Linked DNA regions of Oryctolagus cuniculus: region 1 is linked to region 2. Evidence: chromatin contacts called from public Hi-C data. All regions are on one chromosome and are shown on one strand. The core of a region is the stretch at or near the end of the contact, and the rest is flanking DNA. Distances in the headings are between cores, read along the strand shown.

Evidence for each region. A called contact is a pair of places that touch in the nucleus more often than the background predicts.
Region 1: a Hi-C map of psoas muscle shows a contact between it and region 2, with 4 times the contacts expected there. The contact joins the enhancer-like site here to the promoter of PTCD1 in region 2. A contact is called at or near these places in 4 of 6 Hi-C or Micro-C datasets (ear pinna, psoas muscle, skin fibroblasts and 1 more).

The regions. Positions count from the first base shown.
Region 1 is chr19:41,780,839-41,787,072 of mOryCun1.1, forward strand. ZNF655 (zinc finger protein 655) reads left to right here. Exons shown (of 5, transcript XM_017337864.3): 5 at 1-2,139. All of the region lies in intron 1 of ZSCAN25 (zinc finger and SCAN domain containing 25), which reads left to right. Among named protein-coding and RNA genes, the nearest start is that of ZSCAN25, 18 kb to the left of the region's middle. Within about 2 kb of position 2,728, at least 4 of the 8 cell types and tissues checked have an H3K27ac peak or open chromatin away from gene starts, as enhancers often do. A contact at or near this core is called in ear pinna, where this site is marked.
Region 2 is chr19:41,647,027-41,654,089 of mOryCun1.1, forward strand. PTCD1 (pentatricopeptide repeat domain 1) reads right to left here and starts at 4,418. Exons shown (of 9, transcript XM_008248917.4): 1 at 4,288-4,418; 2 at 1,062-1,545. The coding sequence starts at 1,520. CPSF4 (cleavage and polyadenylation specific factor 4) reads left to right here and starts at 4,423. Exons shown (of 7, transcript XM_070064395.1): 1 at 4,423-4,684. The coding sequence starts at 4,582.

The DNA of each region.
Region 1 (6,234 bases), core at 1,478-3,977, 130 kb after region 2:
CAATGGAATTTATGCCCTTACTCTTTTTTTTTTTTTTTTTTTTTTTTTAAGGATTTATTTATTTGAAAAGTAGAATTACAGAGAGAGGAAGAGAATCTTCCATCCACTGGTTCACTCCCCAAATGGCTACAACATTCCAGGGCTGGGCCAGGCTGAAGCCAGGAGCCAAGAGCTTCTGGGTCTCCCATGTGGGTGCTGGGGCCCCAAGCACTTGGGCGATCCTCCACTGCTTTTCAAGGTGCATTAGCAGGGAGCTGGATCAGAAGTAGAGCAGTGGGGACTTGAACCAATGTCCATATGGGATGCCAGCATTGCAGGCATCTGCTTTACCTGCTACACCAAAATGCCTTTTTGGTCTTGAAAGGGGAGGGAAGAGAAGAAATCTAATAGGGGGATACTATTTTTTAAAAAATTTATTTATTTGAAAGGCAGAGTTACAGAGGGAGAGAGACGTCTTCCATCTACTGGTTCACGCCCCAGATAGCTACAGTGACTGGAGCTGCACTGATAAGAAGCCAGGAGCCTCCTCCGGGTCTCCCATGCAGGTGCAAGGACCCAAGGACTTGGACCATCTTCTGCTTTCCCAGGCCATAGCAGAGAGCTGGATCAGAAGAGGAGCAGCCGGGACACGAACTGGTGCTCATATGGGATGCCGGTGCTGCAGGCCACGGCTTTAGCCCACTATGCCACAGTGCTGGCCCTGGGACACCAAATTTTTTTTTTTTTTTTGACAGAGTGGACAGAGAGAGAGAGAGAAAGGTCTTCCTTTACTGTTGGTTCACCCTCCAATGGCCGCCGCGGCCGGCGCTCCCATGGGGTGCTGGGCCCAAGCACTTGGGCCATCCTCCACTGCACTCCCAGGCCACAGCAGAGAGCTGGCCTGGAAGAGGGGCAACTGGGACAGAATCCGGTGCCCCGACTGGGACTAGAACCTGGTGTGCTGGCGCCGCAGGTGGAGGATTAGCATATTGAGCTGCAGCGCTGGCCTGGGACACCAATTTTATCTACTGTCTCTCCACCCACCTACAGGCACATGTATGTATGTATGTAGATATTTAAGCTCAGTTCTCACAATCTTTTAAGGGCACCAGCTCCATTTTGTAGAGGAAGTGAGGGGTAGAGAAGTTAAAGAACTTGTTAGCGTTAAAGAACTAGTAACTTGTCAAAGCAAATTAGCTCAAACTCAGTTCTGTTTGAGCCAAAGCTTCACAGCATCGTGATGGTACTCTATACATCTGAGAATCCAGAGCTTTCCTTTCATAGCTCTGTTCCTTATCACATCCCCAGTGTTTCACTGTTGCGTTTGCAGCTGATTCCAAAGGTTCCTGGAGCTCTCTGGGATACTAGCAGAGAATATGTTGAAGTTAATTTAAGGAGCTGGTCATACCCCTTCTTGAAATAACTTCATAGTAACAAGTCAAAACTCCCAAATTCACGTCTCCTGCCAAGACACCCTGCTCCCATCACTAGATTGACGCTTCCATTTCTTCGTGCCCCAGATGTGTTCTTATTTTGCTGCTAAGAACTTGGCTGATGACATGGATCTTCACCAAGATTTTTTTTTTCTTTACCAAGATTTATTATCACCTCTGGTTATAGTGTAAGAGGGTCTTCAAAAAGTCCATGAAAAAGTGTCTTATGAAAATATGCATGTATTTCAAACACTTTACAACAAAAAAGTTAACCTTTTAATTCCATGTTCATGAGCTTTTTGAAGAATTCTCACATAGGAAGTAGTGGAATCTCAGAAGGCATTCACGAGCAGACGTTTAGCAGTGCAGGACTAGCCTGGAGGAGGGACCCGGGATTTGAGAGCTTTCCTGTGGCTGGACACAATGGGAGGCGTCCTGGGCTGCGCGGGAGCTGCTCCTGGCAGCTGAAGTCCACAACCGGACGGCTGTCTCTTCTAGCATTCGCATCATAAGGCATCACCTCTTGCACTCGCATCAAAATACCGGTGTGTGGAGGAACTGATGTTCAATCCAGGACTGTAAGATGATTGCAGATAGTGCCCTGTACAAGTGAAAAATGCTGGACTTTTAACTATATTTTGCTAACATCTCCCATTGTCTTCACTTGTAAAAAATGGTTAGCCTTCTGTACTTCATTTATGTTTATAAATTTACAACTTGGGCATAACTGAAAGTGTCTTGTCTTTTTTTTCCTCTCATTTGCTCAAGTTACAAATCCCCGCACACACGCACTTCATCCTGCACGGGTAGTTTGAGGCCCGGCCGTGGTTTGAGCAGGCCAGGCTTCAGATGCCGCCTCCTGGCCTGCACGTGCAGCTGCTGGCTCCTGAGCTGGCAGGAAATAGGCTTGCGAGGATCCCTGAGAGAATGTTGGTTTAAGGGCTCTGTTCTCTTCAGTTTCACAGCAAACCCCTAATACCCGTCCTCCCCGCATCACAGGGGCCTGTGGCGGATCTGCTGGCCTGACAGGCGTGTGGATCTTCGCCCCCTCTCCAGCGCCCCGCAGAGGCTGGTCTTCATGTCCACGCTGCGGGCCCTGCAGGGTCAGCCCGGCCTGCGGCCGCTAAGGAAAGCAGGGCTGGGCGGGAGTCACGGGGAGGGCGCCCGGGGCTCCCGGACGGTGGGACGGGGAAGTGGGAGCAGTCCCTCCGGCAAGGCCGTGCACACCCGCCCGGCTGTGGACTTGTGGACTGCGCTCCTCCGTGGCCCTCGGGAGCCTGCGATCGAGATGAGACCTCCAAGCCGCCTAGACGGGACCCGGAAGTGCACGCGGACCCCCGGGGATCCGCGCCTCTGCCGCGGAGACCGCGCCGTTCCTCGCCTCGGAGCGCCTGGGGCGCGGTGCCGGGGTGAGTGGGCGAGGGCGGCGGCTCAGCGGGAGGACGCGGAGGGCGTGGGCTGCTGGTGTGGGGCGGCGGGGGTGCGAGGCCCCCTGCGACTTGCGTCCCTGCGGCCAAGGGCGCGGGTCAGGGCGTCCACCTTTCCTGGCTGGAGGAAGAATGACGCTGGCCTCCCCGCGTCTGGGGGTGCCTTTTGGGGCGGCTTCACCCACCATCTCTCTAATGTCTGTCCTCTCTCCCCCCTTTCCCGAAGTGACTGCCAGTCCCTTGGGTCTCGGTCTGAAGGAGTTTAGGAGAAGATGTTGGTGTTGAGGCAGCACAAGCTGGAGTAGACCCCGTGCCTGGAGGAGCTGCCCACGATGTCCCTGGAGTCCACGCGCCTCCAGAGCAGGATCCTCGAAAGAGCAAGGCTGCGGAGCTGACCTAGCTGACTTACCCTCTGTCTTCCGAGTTTATTTGTTCTTTCAAAGCAGCGGTCCCAGACCCAGTGGGCAAGATTAAACTTGCACGTGGGGTCGTCCTGGAGCAAGACTGCTGGCTGTTTTGGTTTTCGTGTTTTTAAACCAGAAGTTCTGGCAGGCGAATAAAGCCTGTAGCTGGTGTTTCCTCCGTGTGGAGCCGTCCTGCGGCAACGCTGCAAAGCCCCCTCACTCCGGCTCCTGTTAATTTGCTTGGTCGTTTAGAGAAACACTGAAAGCTGTGTGAATAAACTAGTGAGCCCAGAAGTGTGTCCCATACTCCAAGAACCAGGAACAGAGGGGGGTCCACTCTGCAAACTCTCCATCACTAGGGAGATACACTTTTCTACCCAAGACAGACGTTCCACAGTACTTCCTTGTCTGTGGAATGCAGTAGACAGCTATGTGCTGGTGGAAAATGCGGTTAAACTGTTCATGTCATTTTTTATGTCAGTCCGCCATCATGTCATTACCCGGTATAAGGTCATTTTTAAAAATGGAGTTGAATTATTTAATTGTGAGACAAAGGTTTAGAAAATCCACCTCATGGACTTGGCAATGACTTGTTAAGGGGATTTTCTTTGACACATTTAGTTTCTAATTATGGTTTGGGCTTTTTTTTTTTTTTTTTTTTTTTTTTTTAAGGGCGAGAGACAGAGCTCCCATCTGCTGGTTCACTCTTCAAATGCCTACACAAGCTGGAGTAGACCAGGGCTGAAGCTGGAAACCGGAAACTCAGTCTGGCAGCCATCACTGGTACTTCTCAGGATCTGCTGGAAGCTGGAGTCAGGACCCAGAGTCAGAAATCAAACCCACGGACTCCAGTGTGGGAGGCAGGCGTCTTAATGACTAGGCTAGTTGCTTGCTCCCCAGGTTACTGTTTAGCTCAGCGAGTATTCATTGGGAGATTATTATGAGGTGCAGAGACTAGATTGAGAGAAAGCCTAACTCTGATCCACCCACAAACGGTTAATTTGGCATTGTCAACAATGAAACTCTGTGAGACAGTAAGCAGCCTTGAAGTTTATAAGCGATCAGTGCGAATTGGATATTGGCCCAGGAAGCCTTAGAAGAGCAGGAGTTTGACCTTGAACAGAAAGTAATAAAGGAACCAGGTGTTACATGAGGGGAATGAAGCCTTGCCAGGTTCCTTCTAAGATTCCAAGTGCCCTTGTTAATCTGCCTACAAGACTTGCTTACTCAAAGTGCCCGCTGGCTTCACATACTCCACAAGCCACATTCATCTTGCCGCCTCATAAACACATCAAGACTGGTGTATGCACAGGGGCATGCTGGAGACGCCCTAGCCACCACTGTGCCTCTGTGTCCTTTCCCCGCTCGCATCATCGTCTGCTGTGTTCTTGGCAGTCCCAACCCCACACATCCCGAGGTTCACGTGGGATGTCAGCACCACGGGAAGTGGCCCCACTGCTGCACAGGGCGCGGTTCTCCGTGGAGCTTCTGAAGACGACTCAGGGCTGTGAGGGAGAGAACACACAGATGTGGGAGATGTGACTTGATGGCTCAACAGTAGGCGCGGTTGGCATGATCACCTGTGCTTCCGGTTCTCACCACTTGTGATGGTTTTCTCAGCTGCTGTTCAGTTCTCAGTGCAAGGCGCTGCTGCTCTTCCATCCAAGCCAGTTTTCCGAAAGTTAACTGGCTTCACTCTGAACGCATTTTTTTTTTTTTTTCCAGCCCTTACTCTCTGGACCCCTCAGTATTTTCTGTTTGTGAGCACTCCTTGGAATGCTCCTTAGTTTTGGAAGTGTCACTTTTTCCTGGTCTGTTTCTTGCGTTCTTAGAGCCTTTACCTGCTCCTGTTTCTCCAGCTGGTTCCTAACACTAATTTTCCCCAAGACCATTCTCCCTCATCTCTCTGGTTACTGTCATACGTTGCCTTGGCTGCCGGCTCACTCCTGAATACCAGATGTTCCTAGGCGTTCGTAGGTGCGTTTCTGAGCTCATCCTTTCTGACACCTGCCTGCCTTCCTGTGTCTGCCTTGGTTAACCGGAGTCCTTCCCTCCATGTTCAGTTGGTCACCAAATCCTATCAGTCCCTGCCCCCGTACCACCACCAGGGAAACCTGATTGTGTCATCTATCGCTGCCGCTTCTTTTTCCCCCTCTCTAGGCTGTCCTCCACACTGCTGTCAGAATGAACTGCTTTGGAATAAAATTGGTTGTATTATGCTTTGCATGCAGGGTGAAGTTGAAAATCCCAAGTGTGGCTTGTACGTGTCTATTGGGGTGGGCACTTATATGCCGCAGTGGTTAAGATGCTGCTTGGGATGCTGACCCCATATCAGAGCCTTGGTTTGAGTGCCAGCTCCGCTCCTGATTTCCGCTTCCTGCTGACGTGCGCCCTCAGAGGCAGCAGGTGATGGCTCAGGTACCCATGTGGGAGACCCAGATTGAATTATTGGCTCCTGGCTTCAGCCTGCCCATCCCTGGCTTTTTGTAGGCATTTGGGGAGTAACTTGTGGGTGGAAGATCTATATCTGTCTGCCTTTCAAATGAATAATAAAAGAAAAAAAAAACTCAGCAAAACTATTTAAAAAGTATTATCTGACTCTTCTGTTTCTCTGCTGTATATCCTATTGCCCACCCATAACATATACATTTTTTTAAAATTTATTTTATTTATTTGAAAGATAGAGTTACAGAGAGAAGTAGAGACAGAGAGAGAGAGAGGTTTTCCATCTGCTGGTTCATGCCCCAAATGACGGCCAAAGCTGAGCTGATCCAAAGTCAGGAGCTTCCTTCTGCGTCTCCAATGTGGGTACAGGGGCCCGAGGACTTGGGCCATCTTCCACTTGCTTTCCCAGGCCATAGCAGAGAGCTGGATCAGAAGTGGAGCAGCCGGGACTAGAACCGGTGCCCATATGGGATGCCAGCATTTCAGGAAGTGGCTTTACCCGCTACGTCACAGTGCCGGTCCCAGAGGGCTTTTTACAAATAGTCT
Region 2 (7,063 bases), core at 3,168-5,667:
CCTAGAGGGGCCAGCGCTGTGGCATAGCGGGTAAAGCCACCACCTGCAGTGCTGGCATCCCATATGGGCACCAGTTCAAGATCTGGCTTCTCCACTTCCATTCCAGCTCTCTGGTATGGCTTGGGAAAGCAGCAGAAGATGGTCCAAGTCCGTGGGTCCCTGCACCCCTGTGGGAGACCTGAAAGAAGCTCTTGGCTCCTGGCTTCGAATCGGCACAGCTCTGGCCGTTGCAGCCATCTGGGGAGTGAACCAGCGGATGAAAGACCTCTCTCTCTCTCTCTGCCTCTCCTCTCTCTGTGTAACTGTGACTTTGAAGTGAAATAAATAAATCTTAAAAAAAAAAAAATAGATCCCAGACATCCTATCACTTTATCCAAAAGATCTTCAACATATATTTGTAAGAGATTTTAAAACATAAATCCAATGCCATTATCAACACCTAGGAAAATGAACATTAAAATCACTGAATATACTAGAAATGTTGGAGACAGGATCAATGTGACCCGCCTTCTGCTTAGCAGGACATCCATGTGCCGTGACACGCAAAGCAGCGAGCCCAGGCACCAGGGTCCTAACGGCTGAGGGGACAAGGAGAAGGCCGAGCCTGGCATTCGGGGGGAGAGATGTGAGAAGTAGTTAGGGCTGGGGACATTTCTGAGTTAGAGCTGGTAAGAAAGAACAGGCAGGACCTGAAGGCAAATGGAATGATGGGGCTGCCACACAGTGAGATGAAGACATGTGGGGAAAACAAAGTTGGGAAGGAAAACTTCAGGCTTGGCTTTGTGTAGCTGCCGACAACCATGAGCGTCTGGGAGACAGCAAAGAGGAACCTGGCTACACAGGTCAGGAAGGCAGGGCTGGAGGCAGGAAGGTGGAAACCACAGTAGAGGGTGCCCAGGGCAGCATACGTGAAGCCCGGGCTGGGGGTCACCAGGGGGAGTGAAGATGGATCCCAGCACCGGCCGACACCTGGAGACCGGGAAGGTACGGCTGGCCCTTCACCACACACCAAGCCGACAGGGACGCAGAGGCGAGGCGCGGCAGACCCGAAGCCCCCTCACCTTGCCTTCCCTGATCAGGCGTTTGCACCGGAAGAAGTACCACCGTGGGGTGTTCCTCCGGCCCTGCCAGGATTGGGGTTCCAGATCCTCATCTTCCTCAACACTCTGTTCCCGGAGCCGGAGGTTATACAGCTGGGCTGTAGATTTGCGGAACATCCTTCTGGAGGAGAAGCTGTCGGAGAGGGTCCCGAAGGGCTCTTCCTCCTCTTCCTCCCGAGCGCCCGTGGGGCTGGGCTGGCTCGGGCCGGAGCGGGCGCTGCCCGAGCTCCTCTGCCTCCCCTGGTCCAGGGGCAGCTGAGAGAGGGAGCTGTAGGAAGTGGCTAACTCCAGGCGAGTGAGCCGCGCAGTCCTCAGCCACACCCACTGCCCCCCGCCTCTGACAGGGCCGAGGGGCTGCAGAAGGGCCAGTCCCAGGGCGCGGGGGCCACGGAAGAGCTGGGCGAGTCTCCTGAGGTCCATCTTTGCCGTTCCTGTCCGTCAGGGCCTGGAATGTGTCAGGGAAAGCAAGGAAGTCAAGCAGGGTTCCCAGTGACAAGCAGCAGAAAGAGGACAGAGGAGTGGTTCCAAGAGCAGGCTCTGGGGCTGGCGCTGTGGCGTAGCGAGTAAAGCCGCCACCTGCAGTGCCACCGTCCCATATGGGAGCCGGTTCGAGTCCTGGCTGCTCCACTTCCGGTCCAGCTCCCTGCTACGGCCCGGGAAAACAGAAGAAGATGGCCCACGTCCTTGGGCCCCTGCACCCACATGTGAAATCCAGAGGAAGCTCCTGGCTCCTGGCTTTAGATCGGCTTAGCTCCAGCCGTTGCAGCCATTCAGGGAGTGAACTAGCAGAAGGAAGACCTCTCTCTACCTCTCTACCTCTCTCTCTCTCTGACTCTGACCTTCAAATAAATAAATAAATCTTCTAAAAAAAAGATGTTTTTAGCACAATACCTGGCATTTAATAGGTGTTCAAAAAATGTAAGGCCTAAGCAAAGGGAAGTAACCAGAGCATTCATTTTTTGAAACTTCACAGACAAATGGGAAGCGCTGTGATATCCAGTACAGCAGCCACCAGCCACACACAGCTACACAGCACTTGAGATTCTGCACTGAAGATGTGCTGTAAAATACACACCAGACTTCAAAGTCTTTGTACAAAAAGAATGCAAAATACAAACAAACAAATAACTGTCTCACATGTGAAAATGGTATTTCAGCTATAGTAGGTTAACTAAAGTATATGATTAATGTTAATTTCACACTTTCCTTTTAATTTAATGTATCTACACATTCAAAGTTATAGCTGTGATTGCACTGTATTTCCCCTGGACAGTGCTGGGCTCCAGGCTCTGGCCTGCACACATGAAACTCTTTCATAGGTTTAGCACACCAGTGGGTCACCACTCAGGACACCCACATCCCATATCTGAATCCCTGGTTCAAGTCCCAGCTCTGCTTCCGAGTCCAGCCTCCTGGGAACAGCAGGTGACAGCTCAAGTACTTGGGTCCCTGCCAACCACTTGGGAGACCTGGATGCGGCTGGGGGCTCCTGCCTTTAGCCTGACCCAGTCATAGCTGTTACAGGCATTTAACAGGAAAATATTTTAAGGCCTGGTTATGTGAGATGGTCACACTGCAAAGACTTCAGGGTGCTGGCGGACTGAACACATTAATGACTGAGAGGGAGTGAGGGGAAGAGACTTGCTCCGTCCTGCAGCCACAGGGCCACCAGCACTGGGGCTGGTGCGGGGCTGGCTTTGAACCCAGGAGCACGCATTAGACACTCCAGACCAGTACCTGAGTGACACGGTGCAGACGGCCTCAGCGGCCCTTGTCTGCATCCCACAGGCCTCCACTCCTGACAAGCATTAGTTAAAACACACAGGGTTACCAGGAGGGTGGGAGGCAGGGAATATCATTATATTCTCAGAACTGTATCCAAGACCTATACTGTTAAAAAGTGACTTGAGGCTGGCGCCGCAGCTCACTAGGCTAATCCTCCGCCGCGGCGCCGGCACACTGGGTTCTAGTCCCAGTCTGGGCACCGGATTCTGTCCTGGTGGCCCCTCTTCCAGGCCAGCTCTCTGCTGTGGCTCAGGAGTGCAGTGGAGGATGGCCCAAGTCCTTGGGCCCTGCACCTGGCTCCTGGCTTCGGATCAGTGCGGTGCGCCGGCCGTAGCGGCCATTTGGGGGGTGAACCAACGGAAAAGGAAGACCTTTCTCTCTGTCTCTCTCTGTCTAACTCTGCCTGTCAAAAAAAAAAAAAAAGTAATTTGAAAAACAAAAATAAATCGTGAACAATGAAAAAAATAGGGGCCGGCGCTGTGGCATAGCGGGTAAAGCTGCCACCTGCAGTGCCAGCATCCCATATGGGCGCCAGTTCGAGTCCTGGCTGCTCCATTTCTGATCCAGCTCCCTGCTATGGCCTGGGAAAACAGTAGAAGTCCTTGGGCCCCTGCACCTGAGTGGGAGACCTGGAAGAAGCTCTTATCTCCTGGCTTCTGATCAGCACAGCTCCGGCTGTTGCGGCCAATTGGGGAGTGAACCAGCGGATGGAAGCCTCTCTCTCTCTCTCTCTGTCTCTGTAACTCTGACTTTCAAATAACTAAATAAATCTTAAAAAAGAAAAAAATAAATAAATCACATAGAATCAGCAAAACAATACCTAGATATAGAAAGAGGCATTTTACACTATGCTCTGTGTCCCTCCATGGTTTTCCAGCGTGAGCGAGCTGCATGGACCCTCAGCCCCCCTCGAAATGACACGGTTTCGGGCCCTACCCCAGCTGCTCTGTCAATCAACTAAATGCAATCAATGCTCGATCTCACATCGAGAAAACGAATAAAAAGGGCAATTTTGTTCCCACCCAAGTCCACTAACGCACCCAGGTTAAAAACCCCCGGGGTTGAGAGCCCCGCGGCCGCCGTCCTCCCTCGGACCCCGCATTCCCAGACGCTCGCCCGGCCCCCTGGTCACCCCGGCCCCCTCTCACCCCGGTTTCCTCCGACGCCCCCGGGCCTCCCTAGGCTCGGGTCCCCGGGCCGCTGTGAGGACCCATGGGAACTCCCAAGCGTAGGGGTCGCGGGCCCCAGGCCCCAGGGACCCGGCCTCACGCGGCCCAGTCCCGCGTGCCGAACCGGCCCGGTTCCCCTGTGGGTCACCCTCCGCCAGAAGCACGCGCCCCGCGGAGCCTCGCCCATGCGCAGTCCGCGTCGCAAGCTCCCACGCGCGGGGGTTTCGGCTTACCGGCCAGGCGAGGGGAAGGGAGGCGCTGCGTTCGGCGGGCGGCTAGCCGGGCCTGGCAGAGCGGTCGTCCTCCGCTCTCGATTGGCCGGGTCTGGACGTGCAAAAGCACCGGCGCGGGCTCGGGCGCTCCCGGCATCCCTCGCGCGGTGGTGGCGGCGGCGGTGGCGGCAGTGGCGGCGGCGAGGCGGAGGCGGAGGAGGCGGACTGCGTGCGGCTGGGGCCGGCGGCGGGTGGAGGAGTGAGGGCAGCGAAAGACCTGAGAGGAAGTCGGGCCGGGGGGCCGCCGCCGCCGCCATGCAGGAGATCATCGCTAGCGTGGACCACATTAAGTTCGACTTGGAGATCGCGGTGGAGCAGCAGCTCGGGGCGCAGCCGCTGCCCTTCCCCGGCATGGACAGTGAGCGCGGGGCCGGGGCGGGCGGGCGAGAGCGACTCCGCTCCGGGACACCTGTCTCTCGGTCCCGGAACCCCTGCTTGCCGGGGGCCGGGGTCCCCATTTTCTTCCCTCGGACTCCGGAGCCCCCTCCCTCCCCCCACCGTGCGCACTCTCTCGGGTCTTTGGACCCCTGGGGCCGCTCTGAGGTCCGCTTCGGGCGGTGCTTGTGTAGTTCTGGAATGAGGGCGAGTCACGCTGGGTCGGCAACCCCAGCCCCGGGCAAGTCCTGGGCTGTGCGCCCCGCCGCCTCCCGCCCCACTCGCTGAGCGGCCGCACTGGGTCCGAAGGGGAGCCCTGCCGAGGAAGGGGCCTCCTCCCCTCTGTAGGAGACCCCCAGCCAACCCCCGTCTGCTCCTAGGACTCGCTCTCCTGGGAGCGCATCTCCAGTCTGGCCTTGTCCCCCACTTTTTCTCTGGTCCCCGGGAAAACATCGCACCCGGGCACCTGAGCCCCCATTAACCGTCTTCCTTCCCCTGGCTTCTCCACCTCCCAGCGCAGACTTTAAAAGACATAGCAGTTTTCTTATCTCCTCTCGTTTGTGCACCTGCTTCGGATCTGCAACTGTAAAGCGCACGTCACGGACGGGGAACGGAGGCCCCGGGTGGAGAAGGGACTTGGAGCCCACGTACAGCCAGGCTGTGTCCCGCAGCTGCCAGCAGCAGCACTGCCCTCAGGCAGCCCAGCCTTCTCACACCCACGTGATCCGCCTCTCTGCTAGCGAGGGCACGCCCAAGAGACCACCATGAGAGTACCCCTGGGGGGCCCCCCACCCCACCCCTCCGACCACCGAGGAGAGCCCCCCGGGCTCCCCGACCCCAACGACCACCACCGATGAGAGTCCCCCTGGGCTCCCCGACCCCTCCGACCACCACCCCTCCAACCACCGAGGAGAGTCCTCCGGGTGCTCCCCCCGACCCCTCTGTCTGCGACCTCTCGGTGCGCACACACTCACGTGCAGCTTCTCATTTCTCACTCTTGGTCTCTTCATGTCTCAGGGGCACTGGTTTGAGGCCGTGGGACCATCCTACTCCCGCTTGGCAACACAGATCCAGGAGCCTGTGAGGCCGGGGGCGGGGCCCCACGGGGCTGCCCCGGGACACAGGCAGCCCGAGCACTCCCCACGTGTCCGTGCTCACGTGCCCTGCGTACCTTCCCTGAGCTGCTTCCCCATCCCAGTGCTGGGAAGAACCCCTTCTGCCCTTGAGACAGGCTCCTTATCCCATCTGCCTGAGCCTCAGTCAGACGTAGCAACAGAGGGAGAAAGAGAGGTCTTCCATCTGCTGGTTTGCTCCCCAAGTGCCCACAGCAGCCCGGGTCTGGACCAGGTGGCTGAAGCCAGGAGCCTGGAACTCCATCTGGGTCTCCCACGTGGGTAGCAGAGACCCAAGTCCTTGAGTCATCATCTATTGCTTCCCAGGATGATTGACAGCAAGCTGAATCAGAAGTGGAGGGGCGGGACTTGACCCAGTACTCTGACGATGGGATGTGGGCATCCCAAGTGGCCACTTAACCTGCTCTGCCACGCCTGCTCCTAAATGGTATATATATTTTAAGATTTTATTATTTATTTATTTGAGAGGGAGCGACAGAGAAAAAGGTCTTCCATCCTCTGTTCACTCCCCAAATGGCCACAATAGCTGGAGCTGAGCCAATTAGAAGCTGGAGCCAGGAGCTTCTTCCAGGTCTCCCACGCAGGTGCAGGGGCCCAAGCACTTGGGCCATCTTCTACTGCTTTCCCAGGCCATAGCAGGGAGCTGGATGGGAAAAGGAGCAGCCGGGACTCGAACTGGCGCCCATATGGGATGCCGGCACTGCAGGCGGAGGCTTAGCCCACTACCACAGCAATGGCCCCAGTGGTATGTTTTTAAATGCAAGGTTTTCAGATTTTTGAGATGCGAACAGAATGACACCCCAAGTTCTACAACCTTAGCTCTGTCCAGCACAGTCTGCCTGTTTTGAGAAGCCAAGGAAGCCACTCCAGAGAGACCGCCAGTGGGTTTCAGCGGTTCTGAAATGGCTGCTGGTAGAGAAGACTTCGTGAGCCCAGGGAACGTTTAATCTGCTAGCCATGGCCAGTGGATTCCTGGACTCGCAGACCCTGGCCCCAAGCCCCCCGACTTCCCTGCGCTGCACCTGTGGGAATGCAGGCTGGGCCCCTCAGCAGCAATGTGGGTGCCGCGTACCCAGGGCCTTCCTGCCTGTGCTCTGCCCCCTGACCAGCGTCCCGAGGCCCCCAGCCCCTCCTCCCAGGCCCCGTTTGCTTGTGCTGCCTGTCCCATCTTCCCCCCTGCCTGTGAAGTAGCTCTCCTGGAAGCGCTGAGCGGGGGGATTAGCTCATTT